Regions from separate parts of the Mus musculus genome. Here region 1 is linked to region 2. Evidence: chromatin contacts called from public Hi-C data. All regions are on one chromosome and are shown on one strand. Each heading gives the region's core, a stretch centred on a gene start, on an enhancer-like site or on the middle of the called end of the contact. The rest is flanking DNA. Distances are from core to core; before and after follow the strand shown. Region 1 overlaps Slc39a14 (solute carrier family 39 (zinc transporter), member 14). Region 2 holds the start of Lgi3 (leucine-rich repeat LGI family, member 3).

Region 1 (4,899 bases), core at 808-3,307, 220 kb before region 2:
ATGTGTGTGTGTATGTGCATTCTTTTTTTTAAAAGATTTTTATTATTATTTACTTCATGTATATGAGTACACTGTAGCTGTACAGATGGATGTGAGCCTTCATGTGGTTGTCGGGAATTGAATTTTTTAGGACCTCTGCTCATTCTGGTCAACTCCGCTCACTCAGTCCCTGCTTGCTCTGACCCTAAGGTTTACTTATTATTATTATTATATTATATTATTATATTATATTACATAAGTCACCGTAGCTGTCTTCAGACACACCAGAAAAGGGCGTCAGGTCTCATTACAGGTGGTTGTGAGCCACCATGTGGTTGCTGGGATTTGAACTCAGGACCTTCAGAAGAGCAGTTAGTGCTCTTACTTGCTGAGCCATCTTGCCAGCCCTATATGTGTATTCTTATATCTCTCAATAATAATTAGAGAGAAAAGACTGTGCATTTGAGAGGGAGCAAGGTGGTGGTGGGGGCCACAGGAGTTGGGGGGAGGTAAATGATATAAATACAGCACTTATATATGAACTTATTAATTAAAACTTAAAAGGACATCCATAAGGTTACCATTAACTTGTGGTAGACAAAAGTCTAAGTGATGCCTTTTCTTTCTCACTCCCTCTTTTCTTTCTGTCTACACAGCACACCTTTTCCATCAAACTGAAATAAGGACCCTAGCCTGAGTATGGTCAATTTTCTATAGTGAAATGCTAATAGAGAGACCAAAGTTCTCCCTTTAAAACCCAATGACTTCTGGGTATAGTAGTTTACACCTGTCTGCCCAACATCTGGTGGGTAGGGGCAGGGCTGCAATGACTTTGAGACCAGCCTGGGCTACAGAGTGAGACTCTTGTCTCATGCAAACCCAAACAAAAACCCCGAATGCTGCATTGAAAAGGTCAGATTATTATATCATTTTAGATTTAAAAAATTTATTCGATGCGTGTATGCTATATGTAGGTGCTTTAGCTGCCTGTATGTCTGTGTACCACATGGATGCTTGGGCCCTTGTGGAACACAAGAAGTAGGATCCCCTGGGACTGTAGCTAGGAATCAAACCTGGGTTCTCTTCAAGAGCAGCCAGTGCTCTTAACAGCTGAGCCATCTCTCTAACCCTGAATTGTTACTTCTTAAAATCAGTGAATTGGGTTGAGTGTGAAAGAGACTTCAATAAAGCCAATACAAAAAACAAAATCTTGGGCTGACAAGATGGCTCCGTGTGACAGAGCATTAGGTGCCTAGTCCCATCTTAGGAACCCATGACATAAAGAGAACCAAGTCCCACAAGTTGTTTCCCATGAGAATTATCACGCATCTACACACATATCAATGTAAAGAATTAAAAACCAAACACACCCGAACGTGTGGCCTTTAGCTGCCCTCCTGTCCAAGAGGCAACCAGAAACCACAGCACTTACCATATCGGCTAGGGCAATATACAAGAACATTCCTCCAGCCAGTGCAAAAATCCAGTTTGCAGAGAAGTGGCTGCCAGCCAGGATGCCAAAGGCCAGACCCAAATAGCAGCAGCAGGCAGAGAGGAAGTTGAAGAAGAGAGCCTGCTGGATGCTCATGCCAGCATTGAGCAGGATGACGAAGTCTCCTGCAATGGCATGAGAACAGGAAGCGGGCTGAGTCAGGACGCACGACACTAATGAATGGGACTGCTTCAGCTACGGGTGAAGCATGTGCGGGTGAAAATCTCATTCTCAGGTGGTATTGGGATAAAGGCACACCCATCTTCCAATCCTGGCCATGACCTCGCAGCACAGAGGCTGCAAAGCCCTCATAGACTTCTGGAAGAACATAAGCAACCAGCACCGGCCTCATCGCTCCCCACACAGAGGCTGAAAATAATCCACAGGACTTTAAATGTCTATAACCAACCAGCAACATCCTCACTTCTTTTTTGACTGATGGTGAAATGAAAATAGCTCCCTGTCTCCTAACGGATGGCACGGTCAGGACCAGACTTGAGAGAGGGAGAAATTAGTGCTCAAGCCAATAAATGCCAAAGTTAGGAGCCCGTGTTGTCACTGGGTCCTGAGTCATGGCTTCTTAGACTCCCTTGATAAAACTACACGCACCCCTAGGCGCTGGCTTTTCTGCTTCATTCACATGACATGCTTTCTAGCTTCTACAGGATGCAGGACATAAAGAGGGGATCTTTACTGAGTAGCCACAATACTGTGTGGCACCTGGCAAGTCCTTTTCAACATTTGTTTGCCTATAATCCCCTTGATGATTCTAAAAGGCAGGTGTAGGTATTAATCATGCTATACAGGTGGGAAAATTAAGCCACAGGACACAGGGCTCATGGGATAAAAATCTCCCTGTAAGAACCTCTATAGTTCTAAGCTATGCTCCACTGTTATAATTCCAGAGTTAGCGAGACAGGGCGTTAATTCAGTGAGTGCTGTGGTGGAGGTGGGAGGAGCAGCAGGGATGTGATGCAAGAAGGGTGTCTCGGTGTCTCAGACAAAAACTGAGACAGCTGGAACACGGGGACAGGGACTAAGCACTCACCCAGCTCATGAGGGAATTCCTCACAGAGAATGGCCACTGACGTGCTGATGCCTTGGAAGACAGACACAGTGAAGGAGGCACCAATAGCCAGGCCATCGATGAAATTGTGGAGCCCATCGCTCAGGGTGATCATCCAGGCCAAGGTCCCGATATCAGAGTAGCGGACCCCCTTGAGCCAGTAGCAAGCACTCTGGGATGCCTGCAGGTCCTATGAGAAAGGACACACCAGTGGACTTCAGGTTACAGAGTGACCTCCGGAGAGCCTGACTCACAAAGGCGTGGCTTCTGTGTCGAGGCTTCCCCGGGGGCACTCAGGGCTGCTGACCTGCACAGACATGGAGTTGACAATGACCTTCTCGTCCGTGCCAGGCGCCTTGCCATCCAGCTCGCTGTTGCAGTGCTGAGGGATCATGTGATCCAGGTCCCCGTTCTGTAGCTTCTCGGTCACACCCTCCTCCTGGTCCTTCTTGGAAGGAAGTGTCTCGGAGGTAAAATGGTTATGCCCGTGATGGTGCTAGGGTAGGAAGAGTGAGCAGTGTTACTGATCAAAACTGCCAGCCCAGCCCAGCCCAGCCCAGCCCAGCCCAGCCCAGCCCAGCCCAGCCCAGCCCAGCCCAGCCCGGCGCCCACCACTTGGAGGAAGCACGCCAAGGCTGGGGAAGAGCTTATTCCTATATCCAAGGAAACTGAGCAGGTCACACACAGGGACGTAGAGAAATTGGTATAGCCGGTGGCAACACATACAAAGACAGGGACTTTCTAGTAGGCAAAGAAGTCTCCTGCTGTCACCCAATCCAGTGAGGTGACCACTACTCTAAGTTCTTAGGTTGCTCTTTTAAGATGGCCACTTCATTCAACTCTAACAGGCAGTGACCCCATGCCAGCGACAGGAGGCCTCTTATACAGGAGCTACACCAGTCAGAGCTGTTCCTGGATGCTTGTAACCAAACCTCTTTACTGTCCTCTATAGAGAGAATGCCAGGCTTGCTCTGCAAGCGCCGTCACGCGCTGCTACACCCCACCGACCCACGTCAGCACTTTTGTTTTCGAGGTTAGGGTTTTCCACTGGATAGGTCATCATTAACAACTGGGCCTCACCTCGTTTTTCTGCTTCAAGAGCATCTTCAGGATCTTTTCTGTGAAAAAGAAAAGGTAGAAACCCCCAAACACCACTGCAGACTTGGAGACGTAATTGTCCTGAGGGTTGAAGCCAAAAGCCTGTGGGCGCAGGAAAACAGAATGAGTTTACAAACATAAGCCTTCAGCGGCTCTCATCTGCTTACCACTCTCCACTCTGGGAGACGGGCAGTCTGCTGGCTGCCCATTCTCCGGCCAGCAGAAACCTAGCCTCTGCATTCCCCTGACTCGCCAGCACTAGCCTGGTGCCTGCATATTCTCTTTGGATACAAAAGGCAGGCTGTCTTTAGGCTTTTCTGATCCTGGGCATTTGGATCCAGGACCTTGGGTTTGCTAGGCAATCACCTTACCACTAAGCTACATCTCCAGCTCTTAGGGTTTTATTATATGTATTTTACATTTACTTAACTTTTATTTATGTGTACGTGAATGTGTGCGTTTGCAAATATGCATGTAGGTGGCTGAGGAGGCCAGAGGAGGGTGCCAGTTCACCTGAACCTGGAGCTGTAGGCACCCACCCGGGAGCCATGTGCACGCTGGGAGCCAAACCCTGGGCCTCGGGAAGAGCGGGAAGAGCGGCAAGCATTCTGGGTCGCATGATAGGCAGGAACTACCATGGCCACTTGGCTTGCTTGCTTTCTTTTTCTTTTCTTTTTGACTAGGTCTCACTACATAGACCAAGCTGTCCTCAGACTCACAGAGGTCAGCCTGCCTCTACCTCCCCAGATCTGGGGATTAAAAGGTGGTTGTCTCCTTTTAATGAGGACGCTGTCTTAATCTCTGTTAGTGCTTAGCCACAAAAGCACTTAGTCAGCAAATTCCACGTATAAAGGGAGGCCACCTGCGTTTATTTTTGCCTCATCTACTGTCCTCGGTTCATCTGCCCGTAAACACAACGGGAAGTGGCTTAGTTACGATTGCTAAAAGGAGAAAATCCATTCTAGTTCCACAGCAAGAATTGCAGCATCGTCCTGACCACAGAATCTTGAAAGGACCACAAACCAAAAAAAGCAGGCTCTGTCCCTGCAGGCATCTTGGGGTGGATAAAAGCCAGGCCTAGTTCCACAAGCCTGCAGTTTCCCAAACTCAGGAGGAGGAGGTGGGAGGACCCCAGGACTCTAAGGCCAGCCTGCCCAGCAAAGGTTCCATTTCTCTAGAACAAAATAAAAATATTTTTGAAAAGAATGGACTGGGGGGTATGCTGCTCTGAGTTCTTTCTGGAAATTTCACTTAAGTAAGGAAG
Region 2 (4,871 bases), core at 1,731-4,230:
TAGCACACACAATGTTAACTGGAATCTGCTATGAAAGATGGGGAGAGGGTTGTCAGCCTGTCTTCCCAGTCAGAAGGAAAGGAATATGTTGAACACGTTTTCTTTACAGTTCTGTGAACTTGTCACAGCAAGGAGCATGCACACAGCCTATATGTGATCATACACAACCATAAGACTGTTGTTACCAAACACAAGGAGTCTCCCTCCGCAAGTCCCTAGTGCCTTCCTTTGATACATGAGATCTGTGTTCCCCCTGGAAGCTCTGGAACCCACAGGAAAAAAGCCCTACTTTTCTAAACTTTACTGTGTTCATCTCTGAAATGGGCCTACTGCCCCACCCCCCGACTTCCCCGCCTCACAAAGCTGCCCTGACACTCAGATGACTTCATGGGCATCAAAGACCAATCGTCATCACTGTCATCTACTTCATCCTCAGGGCACCTCTCGATAGCTAAGCCTAGGCTCCAAACTCCTCCCCCTTGTCTCTGGGTTGCCCTCTGTGACAACCCTGGCAGTGGAAAACCTCACAGTGGCCACTATCCTTTGCCTTCTCCCAGCCCCTCAGCTGCACAATCCAGGACAAGATTCACTCTGCCCTTTGTGTGCTGGGCAAAGCCGTGCCAGGGACGAGTGGGGATGGCTGTCCAGCTGCCCCAGTCATCCTCCTTACCCCTCCTTGCTCCTTCCCCTCAAGCTGGCTCACACAAGGCAGCACGGGCAACTGGACTAGCAGAGGTTAGTGGGTGTCAAAAGGCAGGAGTATCCCAGGCTGCAGGGCTGGGACTTTAACTCAGAGCAGAGGTTTCCCCTGCTGGCTGAAGGTGGGGCCACTAAAGAAGATGTTTTATTGTTGTTGTTCTTTGTTTGGGTTTTTTTGGGGGGGTTGGTTTTTTTCTTAGCTGAGGTCTCACTATACGGCCAGGATGCTCTTGACTCTTGATCATCTTGCTTTAGCTTCCCTCTAGAGCATCAGTTCTCATCCTGTGAGTCCAGACCCCCTTGGGGGTCAAATGACCCTTTCACAGGGGTCGTATGTCAGATATCTACATTATGATTTGTAACAGAAGCAAATGGGGCTGTAGTTCAGTTGTTAGAGTGTTTGCCCTTAATGTGGTTTGAGCTCCAGCATCACATTTTGTTTGGTTGGTTTTGGTTTTCGAGACAGGTTTTCTCTGTGTAGTCCTGGCTGTCCTGGAACTCACTCTGTAGACCAGGCTGGCCTCGAACTCAGAAGTCCACCTGCCTCTGCCTCCCAAGTGCTGGAATTAAAGGCATGCGCCACCATTGCCCAGCATCACATTTTTTTTGTGTTGGTTTGAGTTTTTCGAGACAGGGTTTCTCTGTATAGCCCTGGCTGTTCTGGAACTTCTTCTGTAGACCAGGCTGGCCTCGAACTCAGAAATCCACCTGCCTCTGCCTCAGAAGTGCTGGGATTAAAGGCATGTGCCACCCCCGCCCGGCTCACATTTTTCTTTTTAAGGTAGATAAATGGTTGTAATCCCAGCACGTGGCAGGTCCAAGGGATGGAAGTTCAAGGTTATCCTCAGCTATGTAAGTTTAGGGCTAGCCTGGAATACTTGAGACCTTGTCTCAAACACAAAAGAAGGCATGTGAGTCAGCCAGTGATGGTGGTGTGTGCCTGTATTCAGGCACTCTAGAACAGTGGTTCTCACCCTTCCTAATGCTGTGAGCCTTTAATACAGTTCCCTGTGAGGTGCTGACCCCCAACCGTAAAATGACATTCGTTGCTACTTTGTAACTCAAACCCAGGTCCTTGTGTGCACTACCCCTAAACTATATTCCCAGACTTCTATATCTTTAACAAAAACCACTGCATCCATTTATTTATTTAATTATTGATTTGTTTGTTTGTTTTTTGTTTGTTTGCTTAGGTATGGTGGTGCCTCAGCATGCATGTGGAGATCAGAGAATAACTTCTGCCACTTAGTTCTCTCCTTCCGCTATTTGGGTCCTAGGGGCTGAACTCAGGTCCTCAGGCTCGGGGGGGAGGGGGGGCAACCTGCTGTGCCATCTTGCCAACCCACACGCCTTTGCCTTTTTAAACAAAAATAGCTGTAGGAAGAAATGTTGCTGTTATAATTCTTTTTTTTTTTCAAATCTCTTTAGTCTGAGATTTCATCAAACACTCTCCATGTAGCTCTGGAAAATTCCAGAGTACTTTTTGTGGCAACATGGAAGTGCAATAGACAAATAATGTCCTTCTTAGGTAAAGTATGTTGACCTCGGGGACTCCGTGGAAGGCTCTCAAGGAGCTTTGGACTCTAGAGTTACCCTTTGAAGAGCACTGGTGTAGAAAGATTGCTGTGAACTTGAAGTTGAGCTTCTGGGCCTAGGGCTACACTTTCCTTATCTGTAGATGGAAATTAATGTCCCTTCCCTCCAAAGGGCCAGCCAATTAACCGTGCCAAGTACACAGTAGAGATAGGGAGTTTGGCAGCTTTTTGCTTTCTTGTAGCCTCAGTTTCCTTATTGATGAAACAAAGACCTGAGCTGGAGCACCCCCAAGGCTCTTCCAACTCCAACTGTGGCCGTGCAGTGTGAAACGGTCCACACTTCCCACTCCGGCGGTTACCCTTTCCCTTTTCAGCTCACAGGCACAAAAGCACGCTGTGTTCCTCAGCTGATGCAAACAAGCTCGCACCCCCAAGCTCCCAATCTCTCATGCCAACCTGGATGTACATGAGTCACTTGCGACATACCCCTTAGTTCTACGCCCCCTCACAACCAAGACACACACACAGGTGCACCGTAGGTCCACAGATCCATGTGCACCCTGCATAGACACAATTCTTATACAAATGCATTCTCTGCACACACAACTCTGGAGATCAGACACAGAGCCTGGTGGCCTGGTAGGGCACGCTGCGGACGGGTGCAACCACTCCATCCTTTGGCTGCTCTCCCGCGGGCGCCGGGCCTGGGCCTCCCCGCTCCGCCCCCACGCGCGCCCCCGCCGCCTGCGCCGCAGTCCGCGTCCACCAGCCCCGGCAGCCAGTAGTTGCGGTCCCAGTTCCGCGCAGCGCTCCGGAGCTGAAAGGACTGCAATCAGCGCCCGAGGTCAGGAGGAATAGGTGGCGCCTAGAGAGCGGGTGGCACCAGAGTTGCGGCAGCCCGGAGGTGGAAGCTCTCGAGAGGGGCAGAACAGCCTGCAGGGAGCAGCGGGGCGCCGGCAGGCTGGTGTGGGGGGAGACCCTGCAGGAGTCATGGCCGGGCTACGAGCCAGGCGGGGCCCTGGGCGCAGGCTACTGGTGTTGTCCACGCTGGGTTTTTGCCTAATGCTGCAAGTCAGTGCCAAGAGACCTCCTAAGACGCCCCCCTGCCCACCCAGCTGCTCCTGCACCAGGGACACCGCCTTCTGCGTGGACTCTAAGTCGGTGCCCAAGAACCTGCCTTCAGAGGTCATCTCCCTGTGAGTGTCTACCTAGCCTTGGGGGTGGGGAAAGGAAAGAAGGCACAGAAAGCTCTGGAAGAGAGAAACCCTGCTCCTCTTTTGAGAGGATATGGACCAGGAGCACTCCCAGGTATCCTCAGAACTGGAGACTCCAGGCCCCAGTCTGCAGGGAGCGCTGCAATCTGTACAGCAGCCATAGCTTGGGTAAACCAGAATTCATGGCCAAGGATGAATCATCACCATCAGCAGCGCAATGAGACCTACTGTGTGTGGGTTGGAGGGAGTGTCTACAAGAGCATGCTGGCCCCACCCTGTGAGGTCACACCAAGGACAGAAAGCAGGACTAATAGCAGCAGGGGGAGGGGTGACAAGTATGCTTGCCCTCGTGGTACCTTGGCATGGACCAGACTCCTGCCACTGGGTCTGCTATTGTGCACACAGCTGGGCCAGCCTCACTTGCAGCAACTGGCCCATGACTCCCACCCCTTTGCCTGTGGGGCTAGAGAGACTGTGAGGTCCCCCTTCTTGCTGCCCCATCTCTCAGCAGCACCAAGACATTGTGGGTGTTGGGTAATGGTGCTGATGCTGGTAATGGAACCTGCTCTTGGCTGAGAGGGAAGGTGAGCCTCGGGCCACTGTCGCTTCTGGAGGCAGCAGGGGGAGAAGAATGGAGGACATTGAGTTTTGGGGAAGAAAGGGTAGCTGCAGGTGGGGGCTAGGGCTGCTGAACACAGAAGCCACTGCCCTGTCCACCTCTGTCCACAGTACAGGTCCTTCAGACACTTACACAGTCTTGGCTCCTGTGTTCCCTGCAGGACGCTGGTGAATGCTGCCTTCTCAGAGATCCAGGATGGAGCCTTCTCCCATCTGCCGTTGTTGCAGTTCTTGTATGGATAGCTTTGTGGAAGAGGGGGTTGGGGGGAACGTGGTAGAACCTGACAGATGCTGAACCTGGGTGAGAGTAGGTGGAGGGAGGGTTTGAAAATGCAGATGTCCCGATAGAAGCAGAAGGTGGAGTGACATGAGGTCAGGAGTCCGGGTAGCAGGGAAACTGCACACAGAAGCCAAGAGAGGGGGATATACAGAGCATTAGACTCCACTTCTCTAGGGGGTCTAGGGAGTTGGGTTGAAATGGCCTGGCCCAGTGCCAGAACCTGGACACTTCAGAGGAGAGGGTTGTGCTAAACACAGGTGAGCCCAGGGGTCAGAGTTCGGGAGGCATGGTGGACAGCTGTCGGTGCAGGGCTAGGGTGAGTTAAGGTGAGGATGAGAAGACTGGACAAGGAGATGCCATGGAAGTGGGCCAGGAGCCAGCTCGGCAGGATAACGTTGCCTCCCACCATATTCAGGAGCTAACAGGGATCTTGGGGCATGGAAACAAGTTCACACCCGGCCTTGCTGACCAGGGGTCCTGAGGGATGAGGGAAGGGCAGCCAGGTCTTGAGGAAGCTCACGGGTG

What was found. Hi-C and Micro-C count contacts between places; a contact is called where the count stands out from the background.
Region 1: a Hi-C map of embryonic fibroblasts shows a contact between it and region 2, with 4 times the contacts expected there. The contact joins the enhancer-like site here to the promoter of Lgi3 in region 2. A contact is called at or near these places in 1 of 39 promoter capture datasets (neural stem cells), 10 of 484 Hi-C or Micro-C datasets (the HL-1 cell line, the N1E-115 cell line, cerebral cortex and 5 more), 2 of 115 datasets of contacts at active chromatin or transcription factors (embryonic stem cells and pancreatic cancer cells) and 1 of 9 other capture datasets (pancreatic islet).

Annotation. Positions count from the first base shown.
Region 1 is chr14:70,307,239-70,312,137 of GRCm38.p6, forward strand. Slc39a14 (solute carrier family 39 (zinc transporter), member 14) reads right to left here. Exons shown (of 10, transcript NM_144808.4): 6 at 3,618-3,737; 7 at 2,845-3,033; 8 at 2,520-2,727; 9 at 1,412-1,596. Among named protein-coding and RNA genes, the nearest start is that of Ppp3cc, 20 kb to the left of the region's middle. Within about 2 kb of position 2,058, at least 61 of the 459 cell types and tissues checked have an H3K27ac peak or open chromatin away from gene starts, as enhancers often do. A contact at or near this core is called in the HL-1 cell line, the N1E-115 cell line, embryonic fibroblasts and 2 more, where this site is marked.
Region 2 is chr14:70,527,841-70,532,711 of GRCm38.p6, forward strand. Lgi3 (leucine-rich repeat LGI family, member 3) reads left to right here and starts at 2,981. Exons shown (of 8, transcript NM_145219.4): 1 at 2,981-3,430; 2 at 4,228-4,299. The coding sequence starts at 3,225.